Linked DNA regions of Canis lupus: all the other regions are linked to region 3. Evidence: chromatin contacts called from public Hi-C data. All regions are on one chromosome and are shown on one strand. The core of a region is the stretch at or near the end of the contact, and the rest is flanking DNA. Distances in the headings are between cores, read along the strand shown. Region 1 holds the start of LOC610304 (glutathione S-transferase A4-like). Region 2 holds the start of FBXO9 (F-box protein 9). Region 3 holds the start of EFHC1 (EF-hand domain-containing protein 1).

What was found. A called contact is a pair of places that touch in the nucleus more often than the background predicts.
Region 1: a contact with region 3 is called in a Hi-C map of blood, with 2.6 times the contacts expected there. The contact joins the promoter of LOC610304 here to the promoter of EFHC1 in region 3. A contact is called at or near these places in 3 of 9 Hi-C or Micro-C datasets (amygdala and blood).
Region 2: a Hi-C map of blood shows a contact between it and region 3, with 4 times the contacts expected there. The contact joins the promoter of FBXO9 here to the promoter of EFHC1 in region 3. A contact is called at or near these places in 3 of 9 Hi-C or Micro-C datasets (amygdala and blood).

The regions. Positions count from the first base shown.
Region 1 is chr12:20,667,876-20,670,575 of UU_Cfam_GSD_1.0, reverse strand. It overlaps LOC610304 (glutathione S-transferase A4-like), which reads left to right and starts at 1,387. Exons shown (of 7, transcript XM_038554317.1): 1 at 1,387-1,530.
Region 2 is chr12:20,757,566-20,760,265 of UU_Cfam_GSD_1.0, reverse strand. It overlaps FBXO9 (F-box protein 9), which reads right to left and starts at 1,288. Exons shown (of 13, transcript NM_001160299.1): 1 at 1,099-1,288. The coding sequence starts at 1,101. It overlaps LOC111098286 (a long non-coding RNA gene), which reads left to right and starts at 1,562. Exons shown (of 3, transcript XR_005367863.1): 1 at 1,562-2,314.
Region 3 is chr12:20,313,772-20,316,471 of UU_Cfam_GSD_1.0, reverse strand. EFHC1 (EF-hand domain-containing protein 1) reads right to left here and starts at 1,431. Exons shown (of 14, transcript XM_038554306.1): 1 at 1,354-1,431. The coding sequence starts at 1,416.

The DNA.
Region 1 (2,700 bases), core at 138-2,637, 350 kb before region 3:
CTTCTAACCTCTTCAGGGAAGAGAAACATTTTATACTTAGGTGTTGATCAATGTATACATAGGAACCAGACATTGCCTTAATAACACGCGGGCATCTGTATGATTGAGTTTTGTGGGATGGCAGCAAACGTGTGCTACTTTTTACTATGATTTTGGTGTGATTTTACTGTGCAGTGCCATCACCTGGTAATACGCGGACACTAAGCCTTTTGTAACTATTGGGTTATCATTTTCTTAAACGCCAGGGGGCCCTCAAGGCTGGCTCTGAGGGAACAACCAGAGAGAAAGGTTGGCTTCTGCACAGAGTCAGAGGATTAGAAGCAACAAATAGAAGAGGCCACACTGTCTCAAATGAAGCCCGTGGCTTTCCGGGTGGAAGCATGACCTCACATGGGACAGTGCTCTTCCTGTACTGAAAACAAGCCTCCTTCCGCCGCCATCTTGCCTCAGGTGGCATTACCCCCATTTTGTCACAGTCCCCTTTTGGGCCAGACTCCTACACTTGAGTCTCAGCCCATGGCATGCCACCCCCCATATTCCTGAACCACCAGACTCTGGGAATAGAGTAAAGGGTCAGGCACCAGAAATTGTTTATCCTTAAAAACACTGTGCTAGAGGGTGCAGGGCTAAACCCAAACAGGTAAACTAGAAGCCTCCCCAACTAAAGCCACAGCGGTAAACCGAGGGCTTAAAGTGCATAACCACATACAAGGGGGCTGTGGGTGTCTGGACAGAGGAGGGGGTACGGCACTTAATGAGTCTGGGACCCAGGACAAGCCACTCAGAAAATTTACAATGCAGATTTACAGCTATGCTGGGACTTTCAAATAAGATACCTAACGGGTAATGCAGGTATCTTATCTTTTTTTTTTTTTTTTCAGATTTTATTTTGAGAGAGAGTGAGAGAGAGACAGTGGAGCAGGGGGAGAGGGAGAGGGAGAAGCAGACCCCCTGCTGAGCAGGGAGCCCAATATAGGGCTTGATCACAGGACCCCAGGATCATGACCTGAGCCAAAGGCAGATGCTTGACCAACTGAGCCACCAAGGTGACCCACGCAGGTATCTAACAGAGTATTCCTGATTCCTCCTCCTGGTCCCTTATAACATTTCTGTTACAGATGTCACATTCCTCAGCTATAATCATCTAATACATTGTTGCTACTATTATTTTTAAGGCACCACATTGATTTGTTCATATATTTACACTGCCTGTCTTCCCCAGCTAGAATGTAAGCACCACACATGCAGGAATTGTGGCTGCCAGGGCCACCATTTTAGACTCATGACCTAAAAGTGTGCCTGTCACAGAGATTTGTTCAGTGAGCCAGTGGGATCCTTACTTGGGTAACTTGATACATTCCCAAGTGCACAAACAGCAGATGTAAAGTGAAGCCCCAGAGGCGTGTACAAACTGGAGTGCTTGTCTAATCCCTTGAGTTGGGTGGAGCACTCAGCGGGGAAAGGAAAGAGTTATAAACCCTCACCTGATCTCCAAGAAGCACTCCCAGAAAAGAGCCAGGAAGAGATAAGGTTAGTGGTGAATTTCTTACACATTGTACTTGGATTTGGCTGGATAGTTATATTTTGTGGCCAGATTTGTAGCTTACAGCAGCAATTGTTTTAACTTTGGCTAATTTAATAGCTATTATTTTAAACCTGCTTGTATCAAATAAAAGGAATGTATTTTTATGCAGAGTAGATATGTACATGAAAACAAGGTAGCAAATATACCTTTAGACAAGGCCTTTTAAAGACTTCCATTGCCAGGGCACCTGGGTGGCTCAGTGGTCGAGCTTCTGCCTTTGGCTCAGGTTGTAATCCTGGGGTCTTGGGATGGAGTCCCACATCAGGCTCCCTGGAGGGAGCCTGCTTCTTCTTCTGCCTATGTCTCTGCCTCTCTCTCTGTGTTTCTCATGAGTAAATAAGCAAAATCTTTTAAAAAATAAAGACTTCTGGGATCCCTGGGTGGCGCAGCGGTTTAGCGCCTGCCTTTGGCCCAGGGTGCGATCCTGGGGACCCGGGATCGAATCCCACGTCGGGCTCCCGGTGCATGGAGCCTGCTTCTCCCTCTGCCTATGTCTCTGCCTCTCTCTCTCTCTCTGTTTGTGACTATCATAAATAAATAAAATAAATAAATAAATAAAGACTTCCATTGCATACATATTAGATGTTAAAATGTCCCCCCTCTGATATTAAATGTAATTTTAAAGATACATGAGTCAAGTGGTGTTTCAGTTGATTGGTGGAAATAACCCACTTAGCGGAATTGAGCCATTACATTTTTTTCTCCTCAGGCAAATCTGATATATATATATTTTTTCAAATCTGATATTTTTGTATGCAGTTGAAGAGAAGAACACAGGCCCCGCTCACTGTGTCATGGTTCCTAACACATAGACTAAATCTCCCTCTCTAGGTGCCTACTCAACATATGCCTGGAAGATATAGTCCAAATAATCTGATACAGGGGTCTTCCTCTGAGGTCCTGTTGAAAAATGAGTCTCTAGTCAAGCCTTGAAAACAATTTTTCTAGGACTTGTCCTGATCGTTAAAGAGCAGTGGGGCCAGTTGTGGTCCACTCTGTTCACTCTCCCAGCAGCCTTAGTCACCTGGGCAGATGAACGTCTCTTTCTTGGCTCAGGTATATTTTTTATCTGTCAGTTTATATGCCTGGGTGTATAAGTTGATCTCTTGTTAGAG
Region 2 (2,700 bases), core at 39-2,538, 440 kb before region 3:
TCAAATTAGGGGTATTACTACATTTTGCCAACTCAAATACCACTTGAAAGAAGTAGGTCCCAGCTGTCACCCAGAGATTTTCACAACTGAGTCCGACCTAAACAGCACCTTTCACTTGAGTAGTTCGTGTCTCTGGCATTTTACTCCTGTTTTACACATGGGATTAATGAAATATTAAAAAAAAGTTAAGTGTTTAATCCTGATCAGGGAAACTACTTCTGAAAGCTTAAGGTCACAGTCCATTACTGCTTTTTCTAGCCTCCAGGTTAACTTCATGAAATACATTCAGCCATCCCTTTATTCAATAAATATTTGTGTGCCTGCGATGAACTCAGTAGTTGGTATCACTTCACACTCGATTCATTTCATCCTAGCCAGAGATGAGTTTCTCAGAGAGGAAATTTTTTCAAAACCAAAGAAAGGCAGCACAGGGCAGAGACCACAAGATTCCAGCATGCAATCGTCCCGCGGAATTTGCGTCGTCGGTTTCTGGAGCTTAACTCCGTCTGTCTTCCTGCGGACCGCGCTGACGCTGCTCAGGCCCTCCCTGCTACGGAGTGAGACCGCACACCTCCAGGGCCGCAGGGCCAGCGGGCAGGTGCGTCCTAAATCCAGGTGCTCCTTAAAGGATCTGAACGCGTTCTCCACTGGTACCGCTTTCCGGAGTGTGTGTTGGGGGGGGGGGGTTAGGAATCAACAAGTGTGTGGGGTTGCCAGGTTCCCCATTCCGTCCTCCCCCCCCTCCCCCGCCGATTTCAGACGCTGCAACGGCTCACCTCGACCCATGCTCACCGCTGTTAATAAAACCCCTCGAGAGGGGCAAGGCTGGTTCAGTGTCCTCCGCCAACCAACAAGCGGCATCCTCCTCTGCCGTCCCGCACCCCCGCTCTGCCCCACGCCGGGGCCCGGCCACGGTCAGGGCTGGCACCCGCTCGCCTCCCGCTCAGGCCGAGGGCCCTGCGGCGGGTGGCGGCCGAGCAGCTCCCACTCCTCGGCTCCACTTCCCGCTCTCTCGGGGCTCCTCCCAGGCCCGACCCCTCTGCACGCCGCACTCGCGCCGCTCTGGGCCCCCCGCCCCCCAGCCCCCTGCCGGGTTACCATGCTGGCGGGGCAGCCGGCCGCGGGCGAGGGGCTCTCCGCGCCCCCTCCGCGCCGCTCCCCCGAGGAGGTGCGCTGGGCGTCCGGGTGCCTACTCCTGCCCGTCTGCTGCAGCGGGGCTTAGCAGAGTTCTCGGTCGGAGAAGCGCACCAGGCAGCGGCAGTAACTGCGGGCCCGGCGTACGGCAGCCATCTTCGCGGGGCAGGGGGCCAGATCCGGGCGCGCTAGAGCGACGGCCGGGAAGTCGCGGAGCGGAGGGACGCCCGCTGCCAGCCGAGGCCGAGGACCGTGCGAGCACCGAGCGTCGGCGCTGCTGGAAACCCCGGACGCCGCGGCGGAGCTGCCCCCTCTACTGCAGAAACCTGGGTCGACGCACTGAGCATGCGCAGTGCCGCCGCCGCCGCCGCCGCCGCCCGCGTGCGCCTCACTGCTACCCCCGCCTCGCGTGCGCTGCCTAGTGGAGGGATCGGGGCCGTCGGCCTCCTGCCTGCGAGGCGGCGTTGCGTCAGGTCCCCACTTCGCCGACCCCAGTTTGAGCCCACGTATGTGTCGCAGTGACCCCCTTAATGCAAACTTTATCTAAACATTATCTAAAAAAACGTTTATGACTCAAATTTAGGGTTGAGACCCTAACGCAAACTTGCCTTAGGTCGAGCATCCACTTGCTGCTCGGTAAGGTCGCTAACACGCTTTTCGGGGGTTCTGTCTGGAGTCCCATGCCAGGAATGCAGGGAAACAGTAAAACTCCACTACAGTCACAGGCTCTTACAATGACTAAACTTTTTGAAAGCATGGATCTGGAGGTTGAGGAAAAGATAGGCTTAGGAGAGAAGCAGGAGGCGGGTAGTGACACCGCGAGGCAAGTCTTACTACAGATCCCATCATGCAATGGGGTAAAGACGTTGAGGCTCCTAAGGCCCTGAAACGCCAGTTCTGCGGCGTCGGCGCCCGCGATGTACTCTGGGATTTGTAGTCCGCTGTTCCGCCTGGAGCGCCGGAACTTACTTGCGATACTAGTCCCACCTCTTAAAGGCCAAACACCCGACTTTGTTTCCTAAGAAGACACTCTAATCTATCAGGCAATTTATTATTTTTCCACATTTTACCTTATTTTCAGTACGGAAGTTTGTATGCTCTGTGAAAACCTACAGGCTCTTACAGGCTCTTATCTTCATTTGGCAAACATTGAGTTTCTACGATTTCTACCAGGCGTCAGGTACTAACAGTGATCAGATTTCCAAGACGCTAGTTCAAGGAGCCCACTGAGTTTAAACCTCTTATCCACTATTATATTCTGGAGGTATTAGAAATGCAGTACGTTCAGCAGAAAAATAGTAAAAAAGAAAAAGGCGGGGGGGAAGATGGCAAAATGGTGAGCTATAATAAGGAAGCCCAGCTATTTTTAACTATTAGGATCCACCCTTGTTTGCCCCCCAAATCGGCCACCTAGAAAAAGTACCTTCATGTTTAACGAAGGCCAAAAAAATTTAAGTTTTTAATTTTTAAAGGAAACTTAAGTCTTTTAAACTTGACTTTCCTCCCAAGACCTCTTTAAAATTGGATTTTGCAATTGAAATGGGGGGGGGGGGGGGGGGTCAGTTG
Region 3 (2,700 bases), core at 182-2,681:
TCAGGTCATGATTTCAGGGTCCTGGGATCAAGCCCTGTGTCTGGCTCCCTGCCCAGCGGGGAGGGGAGTCCGGCTTCTCCCTCTGTCTCCTCAGTTGTCCTCTCTCTCTCTCTCTCTCAAATCAAACTTTTTTTTTTTTTTTTTTTTTTTTTTTTAAAGAAGAAGCTAGGCGGGCAGCCCCGGTGGCTCAGCGGTTTAGCTCTGCCTTCAGCCCAGGGCCTGATCCCGGAGACTGGGAATCGAGTCCCACGTTGGGCTCCCTGCATGGAGCCTGCTTCTCCCTCTGCCTGTGTCTCTGCCTCTCTCTCTCTCTATGAGTCTCTCATGAATAAATAAATAAAATCTTTTTTTAAAAAAGAAGATAGGCAAGTGTTGAAAATCTAATTTTTGAAGAAACAGCAATTGAGAAGGAATATAAAACAGGGCTGGGGAGAAAGTGGGGCTAAGTTGTAAACAAGTCAGAAGTGCTGAACAGAATAGGGATGGGGCTAGGTAGAAGCATAAATGCTGAGGGCAGAGAATGCATAAAAGAACCTGGTGGAGGGGCGCCTGGGTGGCTCAGTGGTTGAGCGTCTGCCTTTGGCTCAGGGCGTGGTCCAGGAGTCCTGGGATCAAGTCCCGCATCGGGCTCCCTGTGAGGAGCCTGCTTCTCCCTCGCCCTCGCCCTCTGCCTACCACTTCTCCTGCTTGTGCTCTCTCTCTGTCAAAATAAATAAAAGCTTAAAAAAAAAAAAAAAGAACCTGGTGGAAAGAAGAGAATGAGTGGAAATGATACATATATGTAAGACAGGAAACGGAGCTGGGAGGGGGCGAGATTAGCGGGTCCGGGATAAGGAAGAGGAAGAAGGCGAGCAGGCAATGACGGGCCCGGGGGATGGGTGGGATGGGGCTGCGGGAAGGAGGACGAAGATGCAGGCGGGCCGAGTGGGAGAAGGGGCTAGGCTGGGGGCTGAGGGCGGTCACGAAGGGAGCGGGGCGGAGAGGGGTACAGTGTGGGAGGAAGAGCTGCGGAGGGGCCCGAGCCAGAGCTTGCGCGGAAAAGTGGGAAAACAGCGCTCTGGAGGGAGAGGAGGCAGGGGCCAAGGCGCCGCAGGAGGAAGAACGGGGCCAGGACGCCGAGAACCAAGGAGTCCCAAACACTGCCCGGATGGAGGGAAACAACTAGAGGCTGCAGCGGAGGGCAAAGGATGAGGCTGGAGCGGAGGCCGACGGAACTGCGGGGCGGGCAGAGAAGAGGTGGGGGTCTGCAGGGAGAGCGCGATGTTGGGTAGAGAAGGCAGGTGCACTGCGGGGCGAGCCCTCCGAGGCCTCCCGCGCCCGGGCCGGCTGGGGGCGGGGCACAGAAGTCCTCACCGTGGAGTCCTTAAAGGACGTGCCGGGGAGAAAGGGCAGGCGGTGCACCGGGTTGGACACCATCGCGGCCGCCTCCGCCGCCACCGCCGCCGCCGCCGCCGCCGCCTGGGTCCCGCGTCCGCTTCCTCGGTTGCCCCGGCGACGAGCCGCGTCCGCCCGCCACGCGGAGCTCCATGGCAACGCCAAACATCCGGAGCGTCGCGCGTGGGGGCGGGGCCAGAGGCGCGGGAGCGACGGGTCTGCGCGTGCGCCGCCCGCGGGCCAGCGTTGCGGGGGAGACGTGGGAGCTGGTGGGCGGGGTGGGAGGAGGTGGCTGCAAAGCGGCCGCCGTCGTCGCCGTGACGTCCGGGGGTGGGATCCGGCCCTTAGATGAGTTACAGTTGGGGACGGTGGGGGGCGGGGGGGGGGGGAGGTGCTTCCTTCCGTCCACCCAGTCCTCGCCGGCCCCGCCGGCGCCGGGAACTCCAGCCCTGTCTCTTCTCCGGGCCCGATTCTCACTAGAGTGTAAATGGTTGGCTCTGGTTGAAAGTGGCACTCCGTGCTTCTTGGGGGCAGGGGCTGCAGATTATTCGTGGGTGTCGCTCTTGCTCAAGGATGTTCAAAGAACTAATGCACCCGTCTCGTCCCTGCCGTTCCCCCGCCGCATTGTCATTTTCCATCTTCACCACTCTATTCTACGGCCAGCCGCTGCCGCTCTGCAGCCTCTCAGTTCTGGAAGGCTGCGCCTTGCATACTCGCCCCCCAGGACGCTCAATATTCGTTGACTGTCAAGCTACAGGATGCTTATCTCAATTCTCCAGCTCTCTATGCCTATTGGCAGCTGCAATGTAAAGATCAGAACCACAAGGGGAAATGCATCTCCTTCAAAGAGCGAACTAAGTCATAAAGAAGCAAACAAAGTAGGGTGAAATAATTGTCAGGATCATAGGTATTCTCACCTTTGGTGATTTTTATAAAACTTGTTTCAATTATTATGCCATAAAAGAAACATAATCCTGTTCCTGAAACATTTTCAGGAAAGAAAGAAAGAAAAAAAAAAACCCTATCAGCACCGAGGAGCTAAAAAAAAAAAAAAAAAAAAAAAAAAAGGCAAACAAAACCCTAGTGCCCAGACATGGGATTCATTAGGTCTGAAATAGAGCCCAGGAATCTGATTTTTATAACAGCTGTTTCTGATAATGAGCTAGTTTAGGAATATGATAGAGTAGCAAGCCTGACACAAAAGCATAGTGTACGTCATGGGTAGTTTACTGCTAATGCAGACAGCAGCTTTAGCTTTATTGCTGCATGTCAGAGCAAATCCCCCTGTTGGGTTTCCCTAATGGGCATGAACCTCAGGGGGCCCAG